Linked DNA regions of Rattus norvegicus: region 1 is linked to region 2. A link is a contact called in public Hi-C data. All regions are on one chromosome and are shown on one strand. The core of a region is the stretch at or near the end of the contact, and the rest is flanking DNA. Distances in the headings are between cores, read along the strand shown. Region 1 has its middle 85 kb from the start of Slc12a2. Region 2 holds the start of LOC100910150.

The links. Hi-C and Micro-C count contacts between places; a contact is called where the count stands out from the background.
Region 1: a Hi-C map of psoas muscle shows a contact between it and region 2, with 4 times the contacts expected there. The contact joins the enhancer-like site here to the promoter of LOC100910150 in region 2. A contact is called at or near these places in 11 of 12 Hi-C or Micro-C datasets (the A7r5 cell line, the Rat2 cell line, Schwann cells and 6 more).

What each region holds. Positions count from the first base shown.
Region 1 is chr18:53,629,502-53,632,201 of GRCr8, forward strand. No RefSeq gene overlaps it. Among named protein-coding and RNA genes, the nearest start is that of Slc12a2, 85 kb to the left of the region's middle. Within about 2 kb of position 1,375, at least 2 of the 93 cell types and tissues checked have an H3K27ac peak or open chromatin away from gene starts, as enhancers often do.
Region 2 is chr18:53,044,488-53,047,187 of GRCr8, forward strand. It overlaps LOC100910150, which reads left to right and starts at 1,367. Exons shown (of 4, transcript NM_001416450.1): 1 at 1,367-1,440. The coding sequence starts at 1,368. It also overlaps a transcript of Prrc1 not described here.

The DNA of each region.
Region 1 (2,700 bases), core at 125-2,624, 590 kb after region 2:
GGGGAACTGGCAAGAGAAGAAAGAGAAAACATCTTCTGATGATTGTTGGGTGGTGGAAGTCGATGTCTGGTTGGGTTGTTCAGGGTGTGAGGAGAGCAGGAGAGATGGTTTCACTGCTTATCTTCAGTGTCAAAACGGAAAGTTTCCAAAAGTTAAAACACGAAGCAATCGGGTAGAGCACGCAGCCTTAGACACTGTGGTTTCATGGTCACGAATTCCTGGTGCGCATTCTTTATTTTACCCTCTATTGGTTAGATCCGTTTCTGTTTTCTGAAGGAGATAACTTTTGTACCGATCCCTGCTTTTCTCAGGGATGACAGATGAGATCATCACCATCTTTCTACTGTGGTTCCTCACTTTTTTGAAATTACGCAAGCTACATGGGATATGTTGGTTCAACTCGATCCCGGAGAAAGTCCACAACTACATATGACAATGGGACTCTGGAGACAACCATTGCTTTCCCAGAATCCCCACCATCTTGCATATCATGCAAGGGTAAACCTTCCATCTTGAATAGGCTTAGCTATTTCAAAACATCAAAGCAAGTCTACTTCTAAAAGGATGACACAAGTTAGCCACTTGGCAGCAGGCTGTGAGCGAATCAGGCTCAGATCACGCTGAGAGTGCCCATGTTCTGTTGGATGTATTTGACCCTGACCAGCTAATTATCAGAGTTTGCTCCTAAGCTTTTAAGACTGAGGGGATAAAACGGACCGACCTAGATCTGTGTAAGAATGCAATGTTGCGATGTTGGGGCTTTAGCTCAATGGTAGAGCGCTTGCCTAGCAAGCGCAAGGCCCTGGGTTCGGTCCCCAGCTCTGAAAAAATAAAATAAAATAAAAGAATGCAATGTTGCTTTCCCAAGGCCATCCATTCTTCCTCGGAAGGCAGTAAGAGGTGGGGCATTAGAATACTCCAGAACCCACTGAGAGAGAAGGTAGAGTCTGGGCTAGCCTTGCAGGAAGTCACCCTATTAGTCTCATGCTGTCCTCACTGGTCCCTAATGACCAGGGCACGCTCCTTGGCCTTTGTACACTTTGCTCTTCAATCCTAGCATGAGGACGCCATCTCCCCTTCAGAGGGCTCTTAGGGGGTTTCAATAGGTTGAAATAGGCCAATTCGGCCAACGTAGTCAGTGATGATTGCTGTTAGCTTCTCCTCTTAGCCCATTCCCATGTCTCTTGACCACACTGGGTCCTCTGTGGACTCTGGCTTCTAGTTTACAGCCAGGCGTGGCGCCTCACCGGATCCTGCTATTTTTTCTCCTTCTTTCTTTATCCGTCCTTTGAGCCACGCCTTCATATCAGGTATCAAGCCCATGCCATTTGGAACATTAATCTGGCCCCTCTCTCCCTAGAACCTTCCAACCTGTTGCACACTGAAGTAAACCAGAGACTCCAGAGCTGTGGCTGCCAACCCTGAGTCACACCAGGGCCCCCCCACAGTGTCCCTCTGCCAGTTTCTCGGCGAGCACAAGCACAGGTCTAAGAAACCAAGCATAAATCATTTTAGCTCTCCAGTTCTGCAGGGGCCTTCTAGGCTGACCACTTTCAATATTTTTCTCATGTGAGTATAAATGGCTTTTAATGAATCTGCTGCTGTCCTCTCCCTCCCATTTTGAACTCTTTCAACACTAAAGCAGGGTGGGGCTTCCAGACAAATGAGTTTTTTGTTTGTTTGTTTTCTTTGTTGTTTTTGTTTGTTTTGCCAGAATGGAAGCTAGGTACCTGCATGGACTCTCTGAGTTCAAGCTCTGGATCTCCCTTGTTTCGAGTGAAGGTCCATTTTTTTTTTATTCTGATCTGGTTAATTAAGGATCCAAATGTGATAAATGCCTTTATTGGCCTGCTTTCAAATTATTTGGTTTAAGGTATCTAAGACAGCATGTGCCTCTTACATTAGCCTTAAATAGGACACTGCTATTCCAAGAAGGGGTTATCTGATAAACCACGATCTAATGAATACTCACTGGTTTCGTATCCCTAACACTCACGACAGCACACAGTAGGCACTCTATAAACGTGTTTTTGTTTGTTTTTTGTTTTGTTTTGTTTTGTTGAGTAATGAACAAAATTAACTTATTTAAAAAATCGGGGGCTGGAGAGATGGCTCAGGAGTAAAGAACACTGGCTGCTCTTCCAGAGGACCTGGGTTCAAATCCCAGCACCCACATGGCAGCTCACAACTGTCTGTTGCTTCAGCTCCAGGAGTTCTGACACCTTCACACAGATACACATGCAGCCAAAATGCTAATGCACATAAGATAAATAGAGCATGTTCTCCTACTGTGTACACATGAGTCTGAACAAGAGCTGTGAACTGCCAGGGTCGGAAGCATCTCATGGCCATCATTTCCCAGTAGTTGTTAGCTTTCGGACAAGGAGCTCAAAAGGTGGCGCATCGGCTGGGCACTGGCTGGCTGTCAGAGTTCATCGTGCTCCATTTGTAGCTTCGCTTTCTGCTTATAGGGTAATTAATTATGTCTATGACCTATATAAATAACCAGTTCAATTAATATTGCAAATATTTACAGAACTGCCACATCACAAATGCCATGTCAATGGTCAGAGCAGGGAAGGGAGCAGAGAGGGCACTGTCCTATCTCTGAGGAAGTCACCACCTCCTGTTATAAGCGATGTCAACGTCCAGGCACAGCATGGCAAGGTTTTGGTTGAAAAACACTTGGAGGAAAAGGTC
Region 2 (2,700 bases), core at 117-2,616:
AATATGTGATGGGGTCTGTGTGTGTTCAGTGTCTCGTGAAGGCTGTCTCCTGTCATCTGTGTCTGCACATGCCTCAGCCATGCTCAGCAGCGGACCTCACATGCTTCCTGAGGTGGGGGTGCAGCTTGACGTGTTTTACAGAATTTGGGCCAAATTAACAGAATGGGTATTTTTTGTCATCATATACCTGTATAGTTTGGAAGTTATACTTGTTTCTCTTTTGTTTTAAAGTTTGCTATTTTACAGATTTGTATTATGAGCATCAGAAAATAATGTTTTATTTTTTCATTACTATCTAAAAACTAAAGGGCAGATCAAGTATACCTTAGCAATGTATTCGTGTTTTAAATTTTTTATTTTATTTTGTATGTTGGTGTTTGCTTGCCTGTGCGGCTGTGTACCACGCATGTGCAGTGCCCAAGGAGACCAGGAGCTCTTGCCCAAGGAGAGCTCTGGACTGGGGTCACAGAGGGCTGTGAGCTGCCCTGCGGGTGCTGGGAGGAGCTTGACTGCTTTAGAAGAGCTGTCTGTGTTCTCACCCACTGACCGGCTCTCCAGCACTCTCTCCCCCATGTTACTTACATAATGGCCTTAGCACTTCCACAGGTCAGCGCTCACAACAGCTGTTCTGCATCCATTTGCCCTCCAAGCTGGAAGAGGGACCCCCTCTTTGGGGATGGTATGCATTTTCTTCAATTAAAGTTACTTCTTTTTGATTATTTGAGAATCTCATCAATGTTTTCTGATAAGTTTGCCTCCCACCCCTCCTTTAACTCTTTCTTTCCCACCGTGTGCTCCCGTTCCTGTCTTACTTTATTTTCCCCACCCCACCAAGTCCGATTTGTATTGTCCAGATAAATGTGAGGCGCCACCCTCAGAGAACCTTGACTGTCCCTTCCTCAGAAGCCACAAACTGCCAGTAACTCCCCAACTGTGTGCTTTGGGGGCTCAGGGGATGTGTGCCCATCCGTGCTGGGATGTTATCTGGCTGGGATGTGTAGATTCGAGGTTATTTCTTAGTCTGCCTTATGCAGTCTGATGTTCCTAACTGTGCCCCTTTGCCTTTATTTCTTAGAGATGTTTTCAATGGGAAGATTTTATATTCAATGTTGTTTATTTAATCCATTGCAGTTGGTGAATGCCTTTTCCTCCTAGACACCCTGTATTATACCATTTGGGGATTAAGTCAAAGTTAAGTATATTTTTTTCTTACTTGAGCTCTATATATGCAATTCAGATATCTTTCTGATGACAGTTTTATATGTAAATGTAATTTAACTTTCTTTCCGTGTTGACGAAGTTCTGTAGGTGTTAGGGTTAGAAGTCTCAGCACTCACTTCTCTCACTGGATGTGCAGTGTGCCTGCCATGGCGCACGGCTTCTCAGTAATGATGCCATCTCTGCTACTTTTACAGAAGGAGAAGTTTACTTTTGAGGTGGGTATGTGTTGATATCTAAACACTGTGTGTGTTGCTTGCTTAGATAGGCAAGACACACTGCTGTGCGTGGCTCCTGTGGTGCACCTAGCCCAGGGGAACGTAGCCTCAGTACTTCCGCTGGCTTCTTCATGCCTAAGAAGCAGGGGCCTTTCTTGTTTGCTGGGCTCTGGCTTTAAAAGTTGTCCTTTGGGTCTGGAGATGTAGCTCTGTGACAGAACACCAGCTAATGTCAGGTCCTGCGGTCAGTCTCTGGTACACACAAGCGCACACTCACATGATGGGGGGATGAAAGGCTGTCCTTGTGTAACAGTATTCGATGGGGCGTTGCCTGGATGACGATGTTTATGTACTCTGAAGGCAGATCCTGAAGGCACCCTGTTCTTCCCTTCCTTGTGTAACTGAGTCTGCACTAGCTTAGCCACTGTTTTAGAGGCCATCCTAGTGGGCGAACAGGAGGCATCGCACTGGGTGATGGTTTGCCTTCAGTCCTCAAGTAACAGCGGCCGACTTATGCGATGGCTTGTTTGAAATCAAATATTACCAGTTGCCTAGTCTGCCTTCTGTGAGAAGGGGAGAAGGAAGGGTGAAGGGTGGATGGAAGCCTTTGGGAACTAGTCTGATCTCTCATGGTCTCTCTGAGACAGTTTCCTCTAGCCGAGGGTTGGAAGTTGTCAGGGCAGGGCTGACTGCACAGGCTTTTCTTCTGTCATCCTCGGGTTCTGCTAAATCAGAAGAGCAAGTGCTGATTGTCTCTCCTGTGGCTCACCCAGGAGTCGGTGGTGGCGCCTAGGCCTGGCCAGCCAGCCCAACAGCCTCGTTTCCTCCCTTCTGTCCTGTGTACTTTTCTCTTTCTACGTGTCTTTGTGTAGCGTCCACACTGACGGTTTTAGACTTTGTGGGTGGCTTTGCCTTTTTCAAGCCTTTCAGGAAAAATCATGTGACTGTTTGTCACCATTGCCATGGTTGGTTGTAGTGTTTTTTGTGACATTTTTGTTTCTCGTTTTGAACTCCAGATTATTGGGTTTTTGTTTTAATTTATTTTTGTCAGAGGAAAAATAATTTAACATCCATCTCACAGGCTTGCTTGACTGTTCAGTTCCAAGGTCCTGCTCACTTTTTCTTGTCTTGCCTCTGCTCTGGCTTTCTTCATGATAGTGCTGGACGTGGAGCTGAGAGTCTTGTTTACTCTAGGCAAGCCCTCTACCTGAAGCCAGAGCCCAGCACTCCGTACCACCACAGACTTCTGAAGCTGGCAAAGTTT